2 separate regions of the Salmo salar genome follow, and region 2 is linked to region 1. A link is a contact called in public Hi-C data. All regions are on one chromosome and are shown on one strand. Each heading gives the region's core, a stretch centred on a gene start, on an enhancer-like site or on the middle of the called end of the contact. The rest is flanking DNA. Distances are from core to core; before and after follow the strand shown. Region 1 holds the start of LOC106569984 (type-2 ice-structuring protein). Region 2 holds the start of LOC106569980 (zinc finger protein 665).

What was found. Hi-C and Micro-C count contacts between places; a contact is called where the count stands out from the background.
Region 2: a contact with region 1 is called in a Hi-C map of gill, with 4 times the contacts expected there. The contact joins the promoter of LOC106569980 here to the promoter of LOC106569984 in region 1. A contact is called at or near these places in 2 of 3 Hi-C or Micro-C datasets (gill and muscle).

The regions. Positions count from the first base shown.
Region 1 is chrssa14:63,685,980-63,689,830 of Ssal_v3.1, forward strand. LOC106569984 (type-2 ice-structuring protein) reads right to left here and starts at 2,164. Exons shown (of 4, transcript XM_014141795.2): 1 at 1,854-2,164.
Region 2 is chrssa14:63,832,421-63,836,595 of Ssal_v3.1, forward strand. It overlaps LOC106569980 (zinc finger protein 665), which reads right to left and starts at 2,447. Exons shown (of 8, transcript XM_045694659.1): 1 at 2,131-2,447.

The DNA of each region.
Region 1 (3,851 bases), core at 914-3,413:
TGATAGCACAGTCAGATACTATACTACAGCCTACTGTCTGCAGACTGGGGATGCACAACATGCCTACACTGAAATATTTTCAGAATGTCAACAACATTTAATCCTGCAGACAAAAACCCATATTTGTGTGTTTGGTAGAAAATTGATAGATTTCATGAATCATTATAAAAAGTATGGAAGATAAATATGAAATCAAAAACTAGTAAGTATAATTGAAAAAGAGGTTTGATTAAATTATCTTTCAGTATTTACATGTTTTATGTGGTATACACAAAGAAAAAAGAATTCAAATAAGAAAACAATTTCGGAATCATTTAAATATAAGCCTTAATGAAATTATTGCAATACACAATTGTTATTGTGGGTTTTTGAGAAGGAAACAGGCTAATGGCTACTAATGATTAGGGATACTGTTTATACCCTGTCAATCAGTACTTAGAGAATTGTTTAATAAATAAATGTTGATTCGATATTTGATTGAGCCAACCGTTAAAAGGGGAACAAAAGTAATGTAAAGAAGAATAATCACGTGACTGCTCTTAAAAACAACCATGTATTGTCAGTAGGCCACCTCTTGCTCCCGATGATTCACAAAATACCTACTGTTGAATCCTACTTCCCATAATGTTTGTAGGGCAGGATTATGGTTGTTGATATTCTAGGTCAGGAAATTAAACATGTCCATGCATATGCTGTGTAATCATTACACAAAGAGCATTTATTTGGCTGTTAAATGTCATGAGCATGTATGGGCACGTCTGTCCTGACTGCACCACAGAGTAGTAGGAGCATTCAGGAAAACTACATGGGCTGTATGGGAAGGGGTGTTGCTTGTTGCCAGCTCTGTCCCAGAGGAACAGATTGACACATTTTGAAATTGACAATGTTTTCACTTTACAGTATTAGGAGTCAGACATAAGGTCACAGCATGCAAATATATTTTTTCACATTAGATGCAAGATTTTATTTAACTAATGACATTCCTTAATAAAGAACTATTGTTCTTCAGAACTTGTGACAGTTCTGTAGTATTATACAATTAGCTATGTTGTCAGATATGTGGGAGGAAGCATATTGAATACAAATTAGAAGCAGTGTCTATTCTATTGAGGAAGGTAATGATGAAAGACAGATATGGAAACCCTGAGAGAACTGTATTTTGAATGCAATACACGTCATGCCTGAGTGAACACTGCATAACCAAACCCATTGGGCACAGATGTCAGTTCAACATCTAGTTTTGATTTACATTTGGTTGAGTTGTGAACTTTCTTGAATTCAACATGAAATCAGCAAAAATGTCACCATGTCTTTGGATTTAGGTTAAAATTCCCTTTGATTACTTTTTCCAAATCCAAATCAGTTTTCTATGTTGATTAAACGTCCTCACATAGATTTTTTTTGTTGTTGAAATGACGTGGATAGAATGTTGATTCAACCAGTATATCCCAAACTTGACCATGTAAATCAGTCATTAGGCTCTCTTTGCCGGAAATTATGCAAATATTGTTTTTGTCAAATGGTGGTCACCTAGATTTGAAGTGTGTTCTTGTCCCAAATGCCATACATTTCAATAGGTTTTGCAAATTCGTAATATATATAGTACGAATTGTAATTCGTAACATATACAAAATGGATGATGGACATCCACAAATTAATACAAAACATACGTAACGTAACATATCATACTAAATGTGGTGTTTGGGATTTACATACAGAATAATACGAAATGCTCTGAGACCAGTTTGATTTCCAATCCCTGTCTGCTTTCATTACTGAAACATTTTAGATCATTTGTATAATTTCCATAAATACATGACTTTTTATAGGAAACACGTCTTTTGTCTTCTTACCAGTGTGCGCTTTTGGACCGCGCACCTCTGCGTCTTCAAAATATTGCCTGTAGTTGTCGATTAGTTTTGAATACATCCCCTCGCATGCTGTTGATCCTATATCAACCATCGCGCCTCTCGCACTGGACCGCTTTGATCCTCGTCAATAAGAAACTGATTCAGCAGCTAGAACTAGACTATTGTGATTCTACCCCAACTCATGTGAAGTGAGGTCAAAATAATTCAGCAAGAGGAGGGTTGACTGTTTTGGAATGTAGCCTTTATACTTGGACGTTGGACAAGAAGAAAAATGACGTTTCTGATTAAACTCTGTGTCTGTTCAACATTGCCAGGGCCTGGGCTAGCCTTTTTGCTCGGGGAGACCACGGAGTGATGAGGCTACTCACTAGGCATAGGCGTCAATTCAATGTCTGCTGCACGTTGATTCAACGTCATTTCATTGAGCTAGTCTTGTTTGCCCAGTGGGTAGGGCCTGTGCCAATTTGTTGGACCAATATTGAACTTTAGCATTGGCATGCATAGGCAGTTTTTGCGACTGTATGTGTCACTTCCCATTCAGAGAATATTTTTTTAACAAAATATAAAAAATGGGTCCATTTAATAACCTTTATTTAACTAGGCAAGTAAGTTAAGAACACATTCTTATTTAAAATGACGGCCTACCCCGGCCAAACCCGGACAATTGTGTGCAGCCCTATGGGACTCCCTATCACGGCCAGATATGATGCAGCCTGGATTCAAACCAGGGTCTGCAATGATGCCTCTAGCACTGAGATGCAGAGGCTTAGACCACTGCGGAAACGTCTGGAAATTATTTTATGGGTTTGGGCTAACTATCTGAATTGAACAACTTGTAATAAGCTAATTTTCTAATTAAAATGCCATTAATTAACTATTTATAAGCAGAATATAGTATTAACATATGCATGTTTCATGTTGTGTTTTTTTTATTACATGTTTTGTGGGGTATTTAATCATTTAGATACAGTGCAATCAATGTAGATTATGTTAGGCCATTAGATTTAATTACTAGCCTTCAAAATGCTTTAAAATGGTTGCATGTAGGCGACTATACAAAAAGCTGATGGATAAATAAAGATATCCCACAGGCCGTTTATCATTTTTTAAAAAGGTACATTCTGGTCTGCTTAACAGCGTGGCTCTCCCATAGGCACCGATGCATTAGCAGCTGGGTCTGGTCTGCTTCATTCATTGTCTTTATATGAACCAGAAAAAATGAAGGAGTGGAATGTCTCACTTCGTCTTCTGTCTCTGCTATACATTTCTGAGGTTATTTTCCTTTGATCAGCCACTAGAGTGCCCCACAAGCCTTTAAAATGCTTTCATGTATAGTGTGTACTGTACAGTAGGCTATAAACATTCTACTGCCAGTACTGCTGCTGAACTTACTGTATGTGAACGGAAAGGTGAGTACAGTTAAGCCGTATTGACTTTTGGATGACTGACTAGTGTGGATATAGGAGTTGCATACAAAAACTACATTGATAAATCATGAATGGGTCATCTGATGATTTTCCACTTAAAACATTCCTGTTTTCATTGTGTTATTAATCCATAACGCAACATGAACTCTAGCGCCTTATTGTGAAATCCAGTGAGTGATATGCTAATGTCATTGTCACTAACAGTTAGGTCATCAAGGGAACACAGTGTTTAACCATGATGATTAAGAGACAGCGCAATACGATTTTCAGAGCAGTGCTGCTCAAATGACCTTCATCAGACTGCTGTGTTTTCCTACTAGTGTGACGTTGGACGGTTACGTTCCGGCACATCCTGTCTCAAGAATCACCGTAGATATTAGCCAACCGACTACAGGGAAGGGTGGTAATAATGAATGTTTAGCTCACATAAAGCATCTCACTGACCCACATCACAACATCCTATCACCTACTAATGACCGGTGGGGATTGATGACATAAATTCCATGTCCTTAGGTTCCCTTCGTGTGCGTGCTGCGCATGCGCACTTTTGTGT
Region 2 (4,175 bases), core at 1,197-3,696, 150 kb after region 1:
TTGATCCTCCAACTTTTTATTTTGTTTGTCTGTAGGCATACAAGTGCATTCGGAAAGTATTCAGGCCCCTGCACTTTTCTACATTTTGTTACAGTACAGCCTAAAATGGATTTAAAAAAAAAATGTAAACATGTCCTCATCAATCTACACACCATATCCCATAATGACAAATCGAAAAAAGGCTTTTTGAAATTTGCTATGAGACTAGAAATTGAGCTCAGGGGCATCCTGTTTCCATTGATCATCCTTGAGATGTTTCTACAACTTGGAGTTCACCTGTGGTAAAAACAATTGATTGGTCATGATTTGGAAAGGCACACACATACCTATATATTTTCATGTCTGAGCAAAAACCAAGCCATGAGGATGAAGGAATTGTCCATAGAGCTCTGAGACAGGATTGTGTTGAGGCACATATCTGGGGAAGGGTGACAAAACAATTCTGCAGCATTGAAGGTCCCCAAGAACACAGTGGCCTCCATCATTCTTAAATGGAAGAAGTTTGGAAACACCAAGACTCTTCCTAGAGCTGGCCGCTCGGCCAAACTGAGCAATCAGGGTAGAAGGGGCTTGGTCAGGGAGGTGACCAAGAACCCAATGGTCACTCTGACAGAGCTCCAGAGTTCCTCTGTGGAGATGGGAGAACCTTCCAGAAGGACAACCATCTCTTCAGCACTTCACCAATCAGGCCTTTATGGTAGAGTGGCCAGACGGAAGCCACTCCTCAGTAAAAGGCACATGACAGCCTGCTCGGAGTTTGCCAAAAGGCACCTTAAAGGACTATGACCATGAGAAACAAGACTCTGGTCTGATGAAACCTCTTTGACCTGAATGCCAGCGTCACGTCTGGAGGAAACCTGGCACCATCCCTACGGTGAAGCATGGTGGTGGCAGCCTCATGCTGTGGGGATGTTTTTCAGTGGCAGAGACTGGAAGACTAGTCAGGATCGAGGGAAAGATGAACGGAGCAAAGTACAGAGAGATCCTTGATGCAAACCTTCTCTATAACCCTCAGGAGCTCAGACTGGGGTGAAGGTTCACCTTCCAACAGGATAACAACCCTAAGCACACAACCAAGACAATGCAGGAGTGGCTTCGGGACAAGTCTCTGACTGTTCTTGAATGGCCCAGAAAGAGCCTGGACTTGAACCCGATCGAACATCTCGGGAGAGACCTGAAAATAGCTGCGCAGCAACACTCCCCATCCAACCTGACAAAGCTTGAGAGGATCTGCAGAATGGGAGAAACTCCCCAAATACAGGTGTGCCAAGCTTGCAGCATCATACCCAAGAAGACTCGAGGCTGTAATCACTGCCAATGGTGCTTCAACAAAGCACTGAGTAAAGGGTCTGAATACTTATGTAAATGTGATATTTTAGTTGCTTTTTTTTATACATTTGCAAACATTTCTAAACCTATTTTTGCTTTGTCATTATGGGGTATTGTGTGTAGATTGAGAAAAACAACGTAATCCATTTTAGAATAAGGCTGTAACGTAACAAAATGTGGGAAAAGTCATGGGGTCTGAATACTTTCCGAATGCACTGTATATGGCAATTCAGCCCCTAGCTATAACGAAGTAATCAACTAGATGCAATGAACCAATAAACCATTCTATATTACAGGCCTAAACACTTCACCACATTCTATTGTACATAAAGTATTTTGCAAAATCAGTGGCTTAACCTTTGATAAACTTCTGAGAAATAAATTCACTGTGATATCCATCCATGCCTAACAAGTGGTACTCTTCAATATAGTATTGGGATTTCAGTTAAATATTGATGCATATATCTTTTTTTACAGTCTATGATTTAAACCTTATGCAATGTCGCCCCCTATGGTGCTATATACAACCTCACAACTTGTGGAAAGACGAGTGCGTAAAGAAATAGTTGCAGGCCTAAGTGTAGGTAGATATTCATGTTCAAATATTATTTTGTGCAGATGGTTACCCCGATCTTGTTTGAGATATTGACGCAAGTGACATACATTTATATTGTTTTTGTCTTGTCAAGCATTATTCTTTATGCATACATATTTACAATATTTAAATGGTCCTAAAGCATTTTCAGGTGTTGTTAGTAGCCGCATTATTTGGGTTCTTGTATCAAAGTGGGCTAACTGTACCTGCAAGCCAGACAAGTGGAGTTGGCTGCTATCCCATCGAGCTGACAAACACTATTGCGCGTGCTTTCTATGGTACAATGGCCGCTCCTCTGTAGGTCGATCGTCTATATACTCCCTCTTTCAGAATACATTTCCCTCTCACGAAGGCTTGGTTGCTTGAATAAAAAATGATAGTCTGCTTCTCGAATAAGCTCAAAAGTAAACGGCCTTTCATAAAACGACATAAATGTATTAATACCAACTGCAAATCGACGCTACCAAAATGTTTGTCAAAACAGTCGACGACGACCACCTAGTAAAACGCTACTCGATTGGTTACTTTGGCGCGGAATATTCACCAATCACTTAACGTCTTTGGAGAATTTTCTACTTGCGCTACAAATGAGCAAACAAGTGGCACTGGCTGGCTAGTGTGGTAGCATTTGAAGAGTAGGTACAGTACATTGTAACACTGGTGCTGTTTTATAATAAATCTGCAATATTTAACTTTTTGGGGACCCGACCAAATGCACATAGAAATGTGTCATAGATATGTTATTCTCGTTGAAAGCAAGTCTAAGAAGTGGTATATCTGTTCTGTGTACGTAATTTCTTTGCTTCGCCTTCATTTCGTTTTTGCATCTTTTACTTTCAGTTTTGTACATTAGTTTAGGACAATGCTGACGGCTCAGAGCGGTCTCGTAGGCTGCTTGGTGGTTTAACAGTTTTCATTTTAGTCATTTAGCAGACGCTCTTATCCAGAGCGACTTACAGTAGTGAGTGCATACATTTCATGCATTTTTTTTTTTTGTGTATATATATATATATATATATTTATTTGTACTGGCCCCCCGTGGGAATCAAACCCACAACCCTGGCGTTGCACACACGATGCAGGCGTTGCAAACACCATGCTCTACCAACTGAGCCAATGTTTAAGCCAGCTGGATTTAGGACCGCAAGGACACCACAGAGCGTGCGAACAGAGGCAGCTATTGTCTGTGTGTTATGCTTTTTCTCTGAGTTGTAAAAGTAAGCAGAGCAGAAACAGGCTACTCTTTATTTGACTGATGTAGCTGGCAAGGTAACTGCTTTTTGACTTAATTTTTTTTTAAAGTATTTATTCCCGTGCTGAGCTAGTAGTGCAACTGACGTGTAACGTTAGCTAATGTTTCGTCCCTTCTCGAATTAAGTTCTGTCTGAGGTGAATGAATTAGCTAACTACCACAGCCAGTTCAGCTCTAGCCTCTGGCTATCTGTCGGGTAGCAGTATCTGACATCTGTTGTCTGTATGGAAATGTTTTGTAGCCTTTATTTTGTCCTGTTTCAACAGAAGTAAATTAACTTGGCTTGTTTTCGCCAGTTGATGTACCATTGGAGTTACCAAAAGTTGGCTAGTATTAGATGTTATTTCAGCCACAATCAGTCTGTATAGCAATGTAACTTTATTGGTCTGTCAGTTTCCCTATCTAATTCCCAACTAATTGACACGGTATAAACAGCACTACAGGCTTCACTGTTATGGTGCACAGTCAGTACACAACACTATGCTCATCATGTCTTAAAACCGCTTAAGGATCTGCCCCTTTTTTCAGTTTTTTGCCTAAAATGACATACCCAAATCTAACTGCCTGTAGCTCAGGCCCCGAAGCAAGGACATACATATTATTGGTACCATTTGAAAGGAGACACTTTGATGTTTGTGGAAATGTGAAAGCAATGTAGGAGAATATAACACAATAGATCTGGTAAAAGATAATACAAAGAAAAAACCAACCGTTCTTTGTATTTTTTTTGTACCATCATCTTTGAAATGCAACAGAAAGGCCATAATGAATTATTCTAGCCCAGGTGCAATTTAGATTTTGGCACTAGATGTGCAAAGTTTTAGACTGATCCAATTAACCATTGCATTTCTGTCATTTCTTTTTGTCCAGACTGCCCAAATGTGTCTAATTTGTTTATTAATATCTTTTCATGTACAAAATTGTGCACTCTCCTCAAACAATAGCATGGTATTCTTTCACTGTAATAGCTACTGTAAATTGGACAGTGCAGTTAAATTA